Linked DNA regions of Danio rerio: region 1 is linked to region 2. The links are chromatin contacts, called in public HiCAR-type maps. All regions are on one chromosome and are shown on one strand. Each heading gives the region's core, a stretch centred on a gene start, on an enhancer-like site or on the middle of the called end of the contact. The rest is flanking DNA. Distances are from core to core; before and after follow the strand shown.

Region 1 (2,700 bases), core at 100-2,599, 150 kb after region 2:
TATAAGATGATTAATTATTCTGATAGATTAAACTTTAAATATATAGTTTACAATAAAGCTGTTTTGAAATCCATGTTTGTCCTGAGATTTTGTTTTAAATGGTATTGACCTGTAGGTACCACCAGCAACTTCAAAGCAGTTTAGTAGGAGGAAAAACGTTCCTCCCATAGGCTATATTAAATAGCCAGACAAACGACCAGCTCTGGTGTTGAGCCAAAGAAATTTACCCTACTGAACACACTTCATGCATCCAGGCTAACAGGTGTCTAAACTACTACACTGGATACAAATATGTTGAAATAACTGTGAATATAAAACTAATATGAATATAAAACTGTAGATGAAAAGTAGTCAGATCACCTACCGTCAAAATTACAATGGTAGTGACGCAAATGACATGATCATTGCAGTCAGCTTCCACTGTTTATTTTAATCATTAAAGCCATTAGAACTTCATTTTGTTAAAATAAGTCTTAACAGTCTAAATCTGTCATTTTAAAACACATGGGGTATTCTGGTAAATATACATAGGCTATTAATATTAATTACCAGAACTATCATTTTTGTTTCTGTGTCCACACAGAAGTCACTTTAGTTAACAAGAAAGGGAGTAAATGGTGACAGAAATGGTTGAACTGTCTCTGTAAATGTTAGTTTGTTTGTTCTGATGTACAGAAGGTTGTCGAGGCTTTGTTCATACCGTGTGTGCCCTTGAGGTGATGCATCCTCAGCATGACAATCAGCCATCAGTGCCTGTCCACATCCTGTTTACACCATCACAAAAGACTAGAGTCAAGTTCTCATCGCTCTCACACTAAAATATTTGGCCACTAAACCACCAGACTCCACCAAATGAATGGACAAAAACGTAAAGGTTAGGAATGAGTCTTTGGCCTGGTTTGAATCACTTTACCCCACAGGAGTCGTTCAGCTCCAAGCATTTCATAGCTGTGCGACATTTGAGAGGTGTCAATAACCGCTGGTCCTGCTTTACTTGGCTGCCCACACTAACTAAACATACTAGAGAAGTCTAAAGTTGTCATTGTTTGCTTTGGTGTGACTTAAATATTACTTTTTACCGAAAACTTAAACAAATATAGGTGACAAACATGTAAATACAATCAATAAATTTGTTACTTCAACCAAACCGGTAGCGTAATCACTCTGTCAAATGTTCTGTGACCGACCGCCATCTTGTGGCGGCAAAAGGCAACATAACAAAAACTCTGACTTTTTGTCCGTCTGAGATTATAACTCACTTAAAATATATATTTTAAACAAATAATATATGTTTTAATTAATAATTATAGCTTAATTTCCTCACCTCTATTATTTTAAACGACCTGACCAGATCAATCGATGAACGTACACACGTGACGTTTTTTTTTCACAGATGATGTTTTGAAGGAAATCAGAATCGACAGTTGACGGTTGACAAGTATCAAATGAGGTAATAATATCCACATTTTCTTTTTTCTGATTGATAAATTATTCAATATAACAAATATTTTTAATCTTATAGTCCTAATAATAAGTGCGATAAAACAGTTTGGAGCATAATTATGGAACAAACATTTGTTTTTTAAATTTGTTTGCTTAAAATTTAACTTTACTGTATACTAAAGATTATTAAAAGACGAAAAAGGAATTTAATATTTAATTAAATATTAATTTAAATCTGCTGAAAGGATACATGTTGAACAAGATATTTAACAGTAACGTCATACATGCTATTTCAGAACCCTGACTTGCCATGAAGATATCTGAAGATATACACCAAGTTAACTTACCAGTCAAAAGTTTGGGGTCAGTTTTTTTCATGTTTTTTTTTTTTTTTTAGTTATTCTGTTAATCAGGGAGGCATTTATGTAAAGAAATGTTAAATTGTTAAATATTTATAAAAATATAAATAACTGCTTTCTTATTGTATGTAGTTTTAAATGAAATTATTACTCTTGTCATTATTGCTTTTATTACTAATACCATTAATAATAATAATAGTTATAATGATATTAATTAATATTAGAGTGATTTCTGAAGGATCATGTGACTCTGAAGACTTAGTAATGAAGCTGAAAATTCATCTTTAAAACTCCTGTAATAAATGAATAAATGAAATGATAAACTACTTTGAACAGTTATTTTATAGTGCAATCACATTTCACAGTTTTACAATTTGTATTGTATTTTTGATTAAATAAATGCAGCCTTGGTCAGCAGGATAAGCTTATTTTAAAACATATAAAAATTATACTGACCACACACTTTTGACCGGTATTGTATATGGAATGATTTTGAGATTATAGGAGCTGAAAACAACACATAAAGCATAAGCATAAAACTGTTATTGAAGGTTTACATTGCAAATCAGATTAGAAGCACTTGTTTGGCATCTCATATAATAGAGCCACTAAAAATAAATAAATATACGTAAATAAATGTAATTATTTGCTGTGAACATTCTGTGTGGGCCTATAACTAATACTATATTTGTTTGTATTGTAAATTTTTCACATTTCTCAATATTTCCATTTTCTAAGGCAAAAACTAATTTAAAATATGAATACTTAAATTTTAAAACAAATAATTAGATAAAAAGCAAACAATTACATTTTCTTGCAAACGGTTAATTTTAAATAAAAATATGATAAATAATTTATTAAAAGACACTGTCATACTGAAAATCTACTGACAGCTTGG
Region 2 (2,990 bases), core at 173-2,672:
TAATTTGCTACTTGCCACTTTGAGAGTCAAAAAAGTACTGGTGGCTCCTGACCATACTATTATGTCTAATGAAACTAAATAAATCTGCAAAAAAAGTATCTTTAATCCACAGCCTCTGTGAGCATGAACATTCTTCAGCAGCACATTCACAACAGTAACCTTCCTGTCACATGACGACATAGAGCCTAGACAACTGTATGAGTTAGCACACACTCACACATCAGCAATCGCTATTGCTTTAAAAGAGAGGCAGGACATGTTTGTAATATTCTTCAAGGTGTACTTGTGCTTATGCTGGATGCGACAATAACTAAAAACTTTTGTTTTGCTTGTACATTTTTTTTTTCTCTTCGCAATCTTTTTTTAGCGATATAGTAAAGAAAAATATCTTATTTTGTATATGGGCCATACATGAACAGCCAAAACGAATCACGTTTGAGTTAACGATCCTTTTAAGACGCCATAACTGGCCAACTCAAACTTTTAAAAGTCTTCACAGCATATATTACTCTACATATTTATGAATGCAGAATTACGCCAATAATTTACGAGAGCCATGTCCAATTGATCTAATTCGTACCCCTTCACCTTCCACATTGTTCCTACTACTACGCCCCTGTGCCACAGCAAAGAGCCCAGCGACTCCCCCATTCACATGCCGTCGGTGTAGCCATGGACCGCTGGCACGGTTTTCCACCTTATTGGCAAGCATCACGAATTTGTTGCCTGCGTTTGAAAGCGGGGTATAGAGCAAACACAAGCGCACTGACGCGGTCCAGGAGCTGACCGGTGCTGAAACCACTGCCTATGATACGCTATGAGTCCACAGTATTCATCATTAATACCCTCAACACTTTCCGCCGTCCCATTATAAAATATGCACATCTATGAGAGGCTCATTTGTCGCTACTAATCTTCTGGCATTTGCTACACAGGGAAAACTTTTTCACATTTATTCACACTGACGCTCTGCGACAAAAGCAGCAAGCAGGCAGGCCGACAACATCTCAAAGTTTGAGCATTCTGGGCGGTGCAGCACAGCAGCCTCTCCCGCGGTGAGGTGCGTGATTGCCCCGCCGCGCAGTAAAAACGGGCACATACTCACACATAAGCGTGGTAAATGAACGCCCAGCCGCGGGGTCGCTCCAGAGCATTATACAGGAAATTTTGCAGTCTGCGATAACGCGCGTTTCTCTTGTGAGCGATGCTCCCTCTGGAGATGCTGGACCGCGGTCTGCACAGGATGCTGCCCCGTTTTGTGCTTTCGGAACCGGCGATGAGAAGTGCCCCGTCTCGGCTGGTCTCCGCAGCCCCGGGGTCCAGACCCACAAAGCCGACTTTCGGTTTCTTTTCCCCAGCCGGAGGGAGATAAACTTCCCCGTTGGCGGATTTCTTCACCATCCTTACAGTTTGACAGATCCAAACGAGTGTGTAAAGTAGCCGTGGGCAGACATTGCCGAACCGGGGTGTGTTCTGTAGTGCGGTGGTCTCCTACTCAAAGCCAATTGAAACGCTAAGGCGAAACTGCAATGGGTCGTCCTTTATCTGTACGCCTTCCGGCTCCTGCAAGAACTGATGTTTAATGTTTCAGCAGTCAGATTTTTGGATGGGGGCTCTGGTGAAGGAAATTGTTATAGTAGTAAATAATTAGGAAGCTTGGTTAAATCATTCATGATGAAAAGGAAATGGAACTTTGCGAGGCTGAAATCTTAATCAAACACTGTAGTAAGGCAAACAGAAGCCGATGTTGTTGATACTGTATGTTAAAAAGGTGACGTTTACCTAAAGCAAAGTTAATATTTTCAGTTTCTTTGGATTTACAGAATTTTGGTGTGGGTAAAATGTTATTTTTTACTCTATAAAGATCAACTAATAATTCTTCCAATTTTTGATTTCCAAAATGTTGTTTAGAGCTTTTTGTTTGGCAAAAAATGGTCAGAATAAAAAAATATTTTCAATTAATATTGGAAAAAACCAGGCGCTGCAGTGGCGCAGTACGTAGTGCTCTCGCCTCACGGCAAGAAGGTCGCTGATTCGAACCTTGGCTGAGTCAGTTGGCGTTTCTGTGGAGTTTGCATGTTGTCCCTACGTTCGCATGGGTGCGAAAAGAAATTGAATGAATGGATGAATTGGAAAAATCAAGGTTATTCCACCAAATAGCCTTTTAACTTCTCTGAAGTCAAAGAAATGGTAGTGTTTTTTGTACAAAAAAAAAAAAAAAAATTATATATATATATATATATGTCTGAAAGCCAAACAAGCTCTAAATTACAACTTTTTAAATTTAAATGATAAAGAAATTTAAAAAACATGTACATATAAAGGCATGTACAGCATGGAAAAAAGGTATTGAACACATCATGTTTTTCCTGCGGGAATAATATTTCTCATTAATTTCTCAGGTGTGAGTTTTTCACAGACTTCAACAGTGTAAAAATCTTGATGGTTCTGTGGGTCTCCTAAATCAAATCAGATGTTTATTTTGTTTTTTTTATTGGATTCAAGTCAGGTGATTGGCTGGGCCATTCTACAGCTTAATATTCTTTGTCTGAAATCATTTGAGAGTTTCCTTGGCAGTGTTTTGGATCATTGTCTTGTTGAAATGTCCACCCTGGTGTCATCTTCATCATCATGATAATGTAGATGTTGGACTGAAGCTGCGAATAATAAACTGATGAAGAGCAGAGGGTTGCTAAATATCTACTTGGAGATTTCAGCTACAGTTTGGGCTTTCACTGCGCTTTTACACCTCTCTTTCTTCACGCATTCAATACTTTTTCCCTGTGTCATTTCATTTTACTACACATAACTTAATTTGTAAACACATTAATATTGTTTTCATTCCATATATGGAATTCTTTGGTTGTTACCAACATCCTGGGAAAAATCCAGTCAACGACACCTTTAGAAATATATTTTCTGAGAAAAATGGCAACGTGTTCAATACTTATTTTCCCCACTGTAAATCGTAAATCCTTAGAAAAACTCAG

What was found. HiCAR-type assays count read pairs that join an accessible place to other places.
Region 1: a HiCAR-type map of caudal fin shows a contact between it and region 2, with 5 times the contacts expected there. The contact joins the promoter of tmem81 here to the promoter of kcnq2a in region 2. A contact is called at or near these places in 9 of 18 Hi-C or Micro-C datasets (caudal fin, embryo, gastrula embryo and 2 more) and 3 of 4 datasets of contacts at active chromatin or transcription factors (caudal fin, embryo and gastrula embryo).

The regions. Positions count from the first base shown.
Region 1 is chr8:27,466,111-27,468,810 of GRCz12tu, forward strand. It overlaps tmem81 (transmembrane protein 81), which reads left to right and starts at 1,350. Exons shown (of 2, transcript XM_009304032.3): 1 at 1,350-1,450. It overlaps prex1 (phosphatidylinositol-3,4,5-trisphosphate-dependent Rac exchange factor 1), which reads right to left. Exons shown (of 42, transcript XM_073910421.1): 2 at 701-764. The coding sequence starts at 747.
Region 2 is chr8:27,318,220-27,321,209 of GRCz12tu, forward strand. kcnq2a (potassium voltage-gated channel, KQT-like subfamily, member 2a) reads right to left here and starts at 1,423. Exons shown (of 7, transcript NM_001114907.1): 1 at 1,106-1,423. The coding sequence starts at 1,401.